2 separate regions of the Zea mays genome follow, and region 2 is linked to region 1. A link is a contact called in public Hi-C data. All regions are on one chromosome and are shown on one strand. The core of a region is the stretch at or near the end of the contact, and the rest is flanking DNA. Distances in the headings are between cores, read along the strand shown.

What was found. Hi-C and Micro-C count contacts between places; a contact is called where the count stands out from the background.
Region 2: a Hi-C map of leaf shows a contact between it and region 1, with 3 times the contacts expected there. The contact joins the promoter of LOC100193142 here to the promoter of LOC100273484 in region 1. A contact is called at or near these places in 2 of 25 Hi-C or Micro-C datasets (both in leaf).

The regions. Positions count from the first base shown.
Region 1 is chr4:165,134,066-165,137,654 of Zm-B73-REFERENCE-NAM-5.0, forward strand. It overlaps LOC100273484, which reads right to left and starts at 1,910. Exons shown (of 5, transcript NM_001147921.1): 1 at 1,437-1,910; 2 at 1,102-1,332; 3 at 831-965; 4 at 378-707; 5 at 1-290. The coding sequence starts at 1,682. The coding sequence ends at 204.
Region 2 is chr4:165,438,646-165,442,234 of Zm-B73-REFERENCE-NAM-5.0, forward strand. LOC100193142 (Dof zinc finger protein DOF2.1) reads right to left here and starts at 1,694. Exons shown (of 3, transcript NM_001138300.1): 1 at 1,367-1,694; 2 at 1,112-1,208. The coding sequence starts at 1,168.

The sequences.
Region 1 (3,589 bases), core at 660-3,159:
TGTGCTCATTTTTTGGTAGAGTTATTGGATCGTCCGCCAGTTTGGGAATTCCGTGATGGCATGTACGGCCATTATGAACTCTGAACTTTAAACATGTTCAGGTTGGGCCGTAGGGGTTTATTTTGCCCTGATCTAACCACTACTGTGTTTTTTTTCATTTCACATGAGGCCAAGTGACTGCTGGCTTGGTCTTCAGGAAGCAGCTACTCACTTTCTACTGACTGAAACTGTGCAACAAATCCGCTGAACAAATTCCGGGAGCCAATGTCCCAGGCAGCAGTTCCATTCACCTGCAGAAAGCACAAGGCACTCGGTTCAGTTCAGGCTTCAGCACGGGAGGGTAGGACTCGAGGACAACCGATTTGCAGCTAACATACGTTGAGGCACGGCTCGGTCGTCGACGGTCCGGCCGCCACCGATACCGACGCGGCAGCCGACACAGGGCAGCTCGCGCCGGCGGGCGCGTACGGGTTGTTGACGACCATGTCCAGCCCAAATCCGGTGGAGTTTGCCGCTGCAGATGGATGCATCTGCGGCATGTGGCTCATCTGAAGGCAGGACGGCTCCAGCTGGCCGGCCGGCAGAGCCATCGCGGGCAGGGCTGCCGCCGGGCTGCGTCGTGACTGCTTCAGCTGCCGGCCGAAGAGGTCCTCGACGATGTCGAAGCTCACCACCGGGTTGGAAGCGGCGATCTTCATGGACAGGAACTGCAAGCAGGGGAGGGAGACACTCCGGTGAGCCGTGAGCGATTGCCCAACGACACTAGCTTATCAAGCCGGAAGAAGCGGAGAAGATGAAGCAGGCAGGCAGACAGGCCGGTCGGTCGGTACCTCGACTTGCTTCTGCAGGGACTGCACGTAGTTGATGATCTCGTCAAGCATGCCGGCCTTGCCCGTGACCTTGCTGCACCCGGGCACCAGCTCCTGCAGGTACCGCATCCGCTCGCTGATCCTCTCCCTCCTCACCTGTACGTCAGTTCGTTCGGCCATGAGCTCTAATGCACGCCGCAGGTCGGGTCGATCTATCGGTGCCCACGAGCAGCATGGACCATGGGGCACGCGCGCAAAGATGTTTGCCCAGTAACTCAGCTGTTAATATTACCCGCTCGGCGAGGCTGTGGCTGTCCGTGGCCTGGCCGCGGCGGGCCCGGACGTGGATGTAGTCGGTCTTATGGCCGGCAGCAGCAGCCGCCGCCGCCGCCGATGCAGCCTCGGCCTTTTTCTTTGTGCCTGCCTTTGGCCGCTCCTGCTTCCCTTTCCCTGGCGCCACGATCTCAGAGATGCCAGACAGCCGCTTCCCTCTGGGTCTCTTGCTCATGTCGTTTGCACCACCCTGCTAATTTCAATTTTTTTAACACAACTGTCAGTCAAAGACTTGACAATCCAGCAGAAAGCGTTGCTCCGGCAACCAGCACCGCCCATGCCTGAACCTCTCACCGTGGCATCGAGGCCGTCGTACGCGTCCGGTTTCCTCTTCCTGGAGCCGCCGCTGCCGCTGCAAGAGGACTCGTTGCCGTTGCCGGCCATGGCAGGCACGCCGAGGTTCGCGCCGCACATGGCGCCCAGGTCCGGCCACTCCTGGAGGCAGCCGAACGCGGTGGTGCACATTGCGCCGAACTTGTCGTCGTCGAGGTCGAGCCGCCCCTGGCAGAGGCTCTCGGCGGTCCCCCGGCATCGCGCCATTGCCAGCGACCCCAGAGGCGGGATCAAAACGCCGAGTCCTAAGACTAAGGGGGAGAAAGGGGGAAAAAACACGAGGACTCGGGGCAAGCTTTGCCTCGGCTGTTTTGGTGCAGGTCTCTGAGCCACCGACGAGTGAATCAACGCAGCGCGGTTAGCAATTACTATGTAGGAGGAGCGTGTGGCGTAGGGAGGATCTTGTGGCCTTGTGTGGGTGAAGCTTGCGTGTCCCTTTCGATCCCGGTTCTATGCCCAATTTCCCAATCAATATATATAGGGAGAACGGCTGGTGGGTAGATATGGGGTGCCCAGCGCCCTTTGCTTGGGGCGATGGTACTTGGCCATGGCAGATTGGATTTGGCTCTCCCTTTAGAGGTGCGAGTGCGATCATGTGAGGTAGGGTTTCGACACAGTGGTGTGGGGGAGTGTGTTTTTGAGCTGGCATATCGTAGGACCCCAGTTTGCCGGTGCCGGGCCGGGGGGCCTTCTCAGCTACGCGTAAACTTAAACTGCAACGCAGCAGGGCATCAGAAACGAGCACCCAAGACCGATGATCTACGAAAAAGTCAGCTTTTTAGCATCTACTAGTAATTAATTCATGCATAACATCTTCAAAATTCACGCGTTCCGAATGAAGGTATGACCTACGAGTAGTGCTCGGAATATGAACCAGGTATTTTAAGTCAGCACGAGCACGCCCTAAAAACAAAAGCTCAAATCACGATCCGACAAGAAATAATATATACCAAGCTAACACAACCTAAAGACGGATCTAGGCTGAGTCTAAAATTCTGGCCCAACGGGTCCTCGACACAGACCACACAAATGGATCGACACGACCCAGTGAAGCTCATACTTTTTAATTTTATAATTTAGTAAGCTACAAACTTTATATTGTTGTGATATTTAGCCTTTATAGGACCGAATTATGTTAGGATTGTTTAATATCTTTAATTTAGTATATTATGGACTTTATGTTGTTGTTGTATTTTGATTTTATGTGGTTAAATATATGGGTCGAGTTTGAGCCGGCACGACCCAACGAAGACACAATATGTGGTTTAGGATCGGACTGGCCACTGTTTTACATTTCAGTCTGGCACAAAATGGTCCAAAAGTTTTTAGATTTTTTGGCCTGAACTTGTTTAATACGAAGCACGATATACTCGGACCAGGTCGATCTGGCCCAATTCATAGCACTACTCAGGAGTCACGAATGGCCAACGAGAGTATGAACAGCCTGCTCGGGTTCTAGCTGTGCGTGTGCTGGCAGTGAGATGCGCCATTCTGAGATTTCCCTGATGCTGCAGAAGGACGAGAGGGGAGGCGACAGCTGCTCGATCTTATCTGTGCTGGCCGGGCACCAGTGACTCACCACACGTTGCCACGTCGGCTTCCCACAGTAACAGGTAAGGTCACCAGAAAGATGGTTTGAATCTGTCATCTTTACCAAGCAAGGATAAACCTAGAAAAAAAGCACGAATAACAAGGCAATTGATAATGGAATGTCTAAATTAGTAAGGCTGTCTAGCACCTTACATATCATATCTCCTATCACATCTTCTATTTAAAATTTTACTCTATAAATAATAAAGTATATAATATAAAATAATATTTTGCATGACTATGTATGATCTACTGAAGACAACTTAATAAAGCCTACGCTAACGGTCTTTTATGCATAACCTCAGGTTATTTTTAGAATCTAGAGTTATCATGTGATGACGGGACAACGATGAAGGTGCAATGCGCACTACTGGAGTCCGGATAACGGGGCTTCCGTTCAATAACTTTTGTTCCAGTTGATTTAAAACTAATATTGAGATTGGTTTCAGTGCCGGTTTTAAATCTGAAGATATATGTAAAAGATATTAGAACCAATTATTCTCCAACCGATACTAATATTAGAG
Region 2 (3,589 bases), core at 444-2,943, 300 kb after region 1:
AATGGAAGCCTCGGAATGCGTGAAAGAGGTGCGTGCAAAAAGATCCAGAGATTATTATGGTTTTCATGATGGAGGCATCATGTAGATCAGAGTTTCTAGATCTCTGATCTGCCAATGGTGAATCCGTAGCTTTTGAAATCACGTTGGTCAGTCTCTGTTGCCTGGCCGCCACACATCTGATCCTTTGCGCGCGCGTAGTTTCGTTTTTTTATTGATTTCTTATGCATTATGCAGGCACTTCCTATAAACTCGTACTAGATAGAATTGTCAGTGAGATTACATAAAATCTTGTGCTCGTTCATCATGTCCGCCATGGCGCCATCATGTATTTGAAGAATGGTCTCATCGTGCTGCTAGGTAACATCTGGTCTAATTAAGCTTGAAAACACATAACATGATAAGAACATCGTCTACCGTTCATACATATATGTGCTTATTACTTACTAGTTATCATTAACAAAAAATAGTGTTTTCCCTAATAAAATTATGGTAAAATATCGACAAGTATATTTATTCACGTTGTTCTTTTCACGTGTTATGTCGACAGTCAAAGAGATCGATATACACGGCTTTTGCAGTGTTCTAAAGTTAAAGCCATGTAGATCAGATGTACTTGTTCAGATCTCTCTTTATCTCTCTTGTTGCTTTTGCTTGCAATTAATATATGGGTAAGAATCTGACGGTAGTGCAGGTGCAGTACACTTTATTATACTGTTTATGTGGTTGTTTCCTTTGTGTTTTTCGACATATTTGTGAGCAATAATCCTTCCAGAGTTTCATCGGTTAGTTTCTTTGTTGGTTTAAGTAAGATATAACGATCCTTGTGGACCTATTAATTGGATATCTCCTGTGATCGATCATAGTAGTTTCATAAAGGTTATTATTACGATCTCACTGCCTTTGATCAGATTAAGTCTACACTAATAAACAACCATTATTGTAGAGAGAGCAGAGACATACAACTTAGTAGTACGTTATGACAAAAAAACAACAGATAATTAAAGAGATATATAGCGCAGAGATCAACAAAGAGAGGAGCTAGTGAGCTGCCAGAAAGGAATTATATATGTTAGTACAAGAACCCAGGTATGTGGTCACGGTATATACGTACCTTGAGCCAGTCGGAGTCCATGCAGATGTGCATCGTCGGCGGTGCCCCGGCCATCATCGTCGGTCGATCACCAGCAGCAATATGATCTGACTACGACCTAGCAACGAGCAGCGACGATCAAGGTGTGTTCTACTTCTCTGCTGCCAAACAGATCAACGAGCAAACACGCAAAACCTAGCTACGACACACACCAAAAGAAATACGTATAAACACACAGCTGGTAGCTAGTAGCTACTACTTGATTGATTACCCTACCTGATCATATTATAGAGCACTAACTGAAATTCCTTCTTGCCGCTGGTGCCTGCCTTGTTGTCGATCGACGAACTGGAAGGTACGCAGCGAGGACGGTACGTCGGAGGAGACGATAGATGCACCGATCGAGCGACGCGCGATCGATTTGCAGCGGCAAACAAACCGGAAGGCCGGGCGATCGATTTGCAGAGGAAGAAGAGAGGATGGATGGATGGATGGTGGTGCCGGCGGCTGCTGGTGAGGAGATGTGAATAAGAAGGGGAGGAAAAGTTGCGCGCCCGAACCCAACCCCAACTCCCACACCGGAGTGATTAGCAGGCGGGTTTTGGTGATAGATCGAGAGCGAGGAAGGAACTGAGGAACGCAGCAGTAGTACTGGTACGACAGAAGCGCTAGCAGGCGGCAGCAGCAGGCAGCAGCGTGCCGGGCGGTGCCGGTGCGTGGCTGCGTGCATGTTGCTGGGCTCCGCGCACCACGGGCCGGGGCTGGCCCACGGTGTCGGGGCCAGCAGCGCCCGGCAGCGTGGCGGACTGGAGCGCGGTGAGTGGACAGTGGAGACACGTCCGGCAGGAGGGGAGACTAGGAGAGGAGAGGATGGGAGGAGAGAGAGAGAGACGGAGGCCGGAAGAGTGAAAGGCGGGCGGCCTAGCTCGTCGCGTCGGCTTCCGCGCTGCCGGCGGTCCCCGCAGCTGGGTTCCTTGAGGCCCGCGCGGCCCCCGCCGCCAGTTCGCATCCCGAGGCGTGCGCGGTTGTCGTCGGCCGGGCCCGTCCGTCTCCGTCCTGGTTCGGCGGCCATCCATGATCCATCCCTTCACTTCACCAGCCTACCCCTACGCTACTGGCTGGCTGGCTGCTCACCATCCACAGGCCAGTGGCTATTGATCGGCTGTGCGCGCGTGTGCGTGGCGTGCTGGTCCAATTTATTTCTTCATTTATTTTGTTACAAAAAAATGACAGTGATATACATAACATTTGTTTATGCTCTTAATATGTCATGGAATTTTTTTAGAGAGAGAAAAAAATGTATATTCTAGCTACTTAGTAGGATAAAGAGAGGTACTGTAGTAGCTCTCTCTAGTGGATCAGAATACTTGATGCGTCACCGTTACGAGACGGCAGAATGTCAGTTTGAGCAAATACGCTAGCCGCCTAGCCGGAAAGGCAGAGTGACGTGGCTTGGATTGTGGTGATGCGTAGCCAGGACGACACCACTCCGGCCACGTGGAATATTTCGGTCCCAGTGAGGAAAGGCCAGAGACGAGAAAACCGACCGAAAAAAGCGCACTCCAACTGGGCCCATGCGTCTTGACCGGATCGCTGCTTCGACCGTCGTCGGCGGCGGCGACATTGAGATATGCGCCGTAGTTCCAAAAAGTACGTACGGCGAAAACGGATTCCTAGTCTATGTACGTAGTACGGAGTACAGTACGTATGTATGGCGGCGGGCGTTATGGGTGAGATTTTTTTTCTTCTTCTTGGGACTGTTCAAAAGCATGTTTTTGTGGGTCCAGCCGGCCGGCCATGGCCATGGTTCGAAAGGGGGGCATGTGTGGGAGCAAACAAGAGACAGATATAGCAGAGCCGAAGCATCTCTCCCTGTCGCCTCTTCTTCCTCTTCCGGATTCAAATGTCGTTTGCTTTGCGCTTTAAAGCTTGCCTTTGCGAGCTCGCACCCCGCAAGCAAGGTATCCGTTCGCATCCCCCCTCAATAACCTAATGATCTGTGCGACGCAATGCACGCATGCCCATCGGCGTCAGTCCGACGACGACTACCACAGCGTTTCCGTTCCAGCGCGCTTGCCTTGCCTTGCCGGCGTCACTACTGTCACAGCCTAATATTGATCTGTGCACCGCACGGTGTCGCATCGCGTTCTCACGCTCTGCTGTGTTCCGGCCGGTGTGGACGCGTGGCAGTTGCTGATGTTCGATGCCGGCTTGTGAGTTTCTGCGAAGAAAACTCGGGCATTTGAAACCACCGTGCTCACTGCTCACCCAGTCACCCCTGCTGCAGCTAGCTGGTCGACGAGCTCTGCATGCATGCAGGCCGGCCGGTAGTTTTGTCAGAACGCAGGATTTGTTAAGCTGCTGTTGCAATTCTTCGGGTAAAATCGATGCATCTATAGCAAGACACACACGATGACTAAAACTATGCTTAATTATTGCCAAAGCGCATCGAGCTAGAGAAACGAATCGAACTGCCAGTAGAAGCAGGATGGACAACGA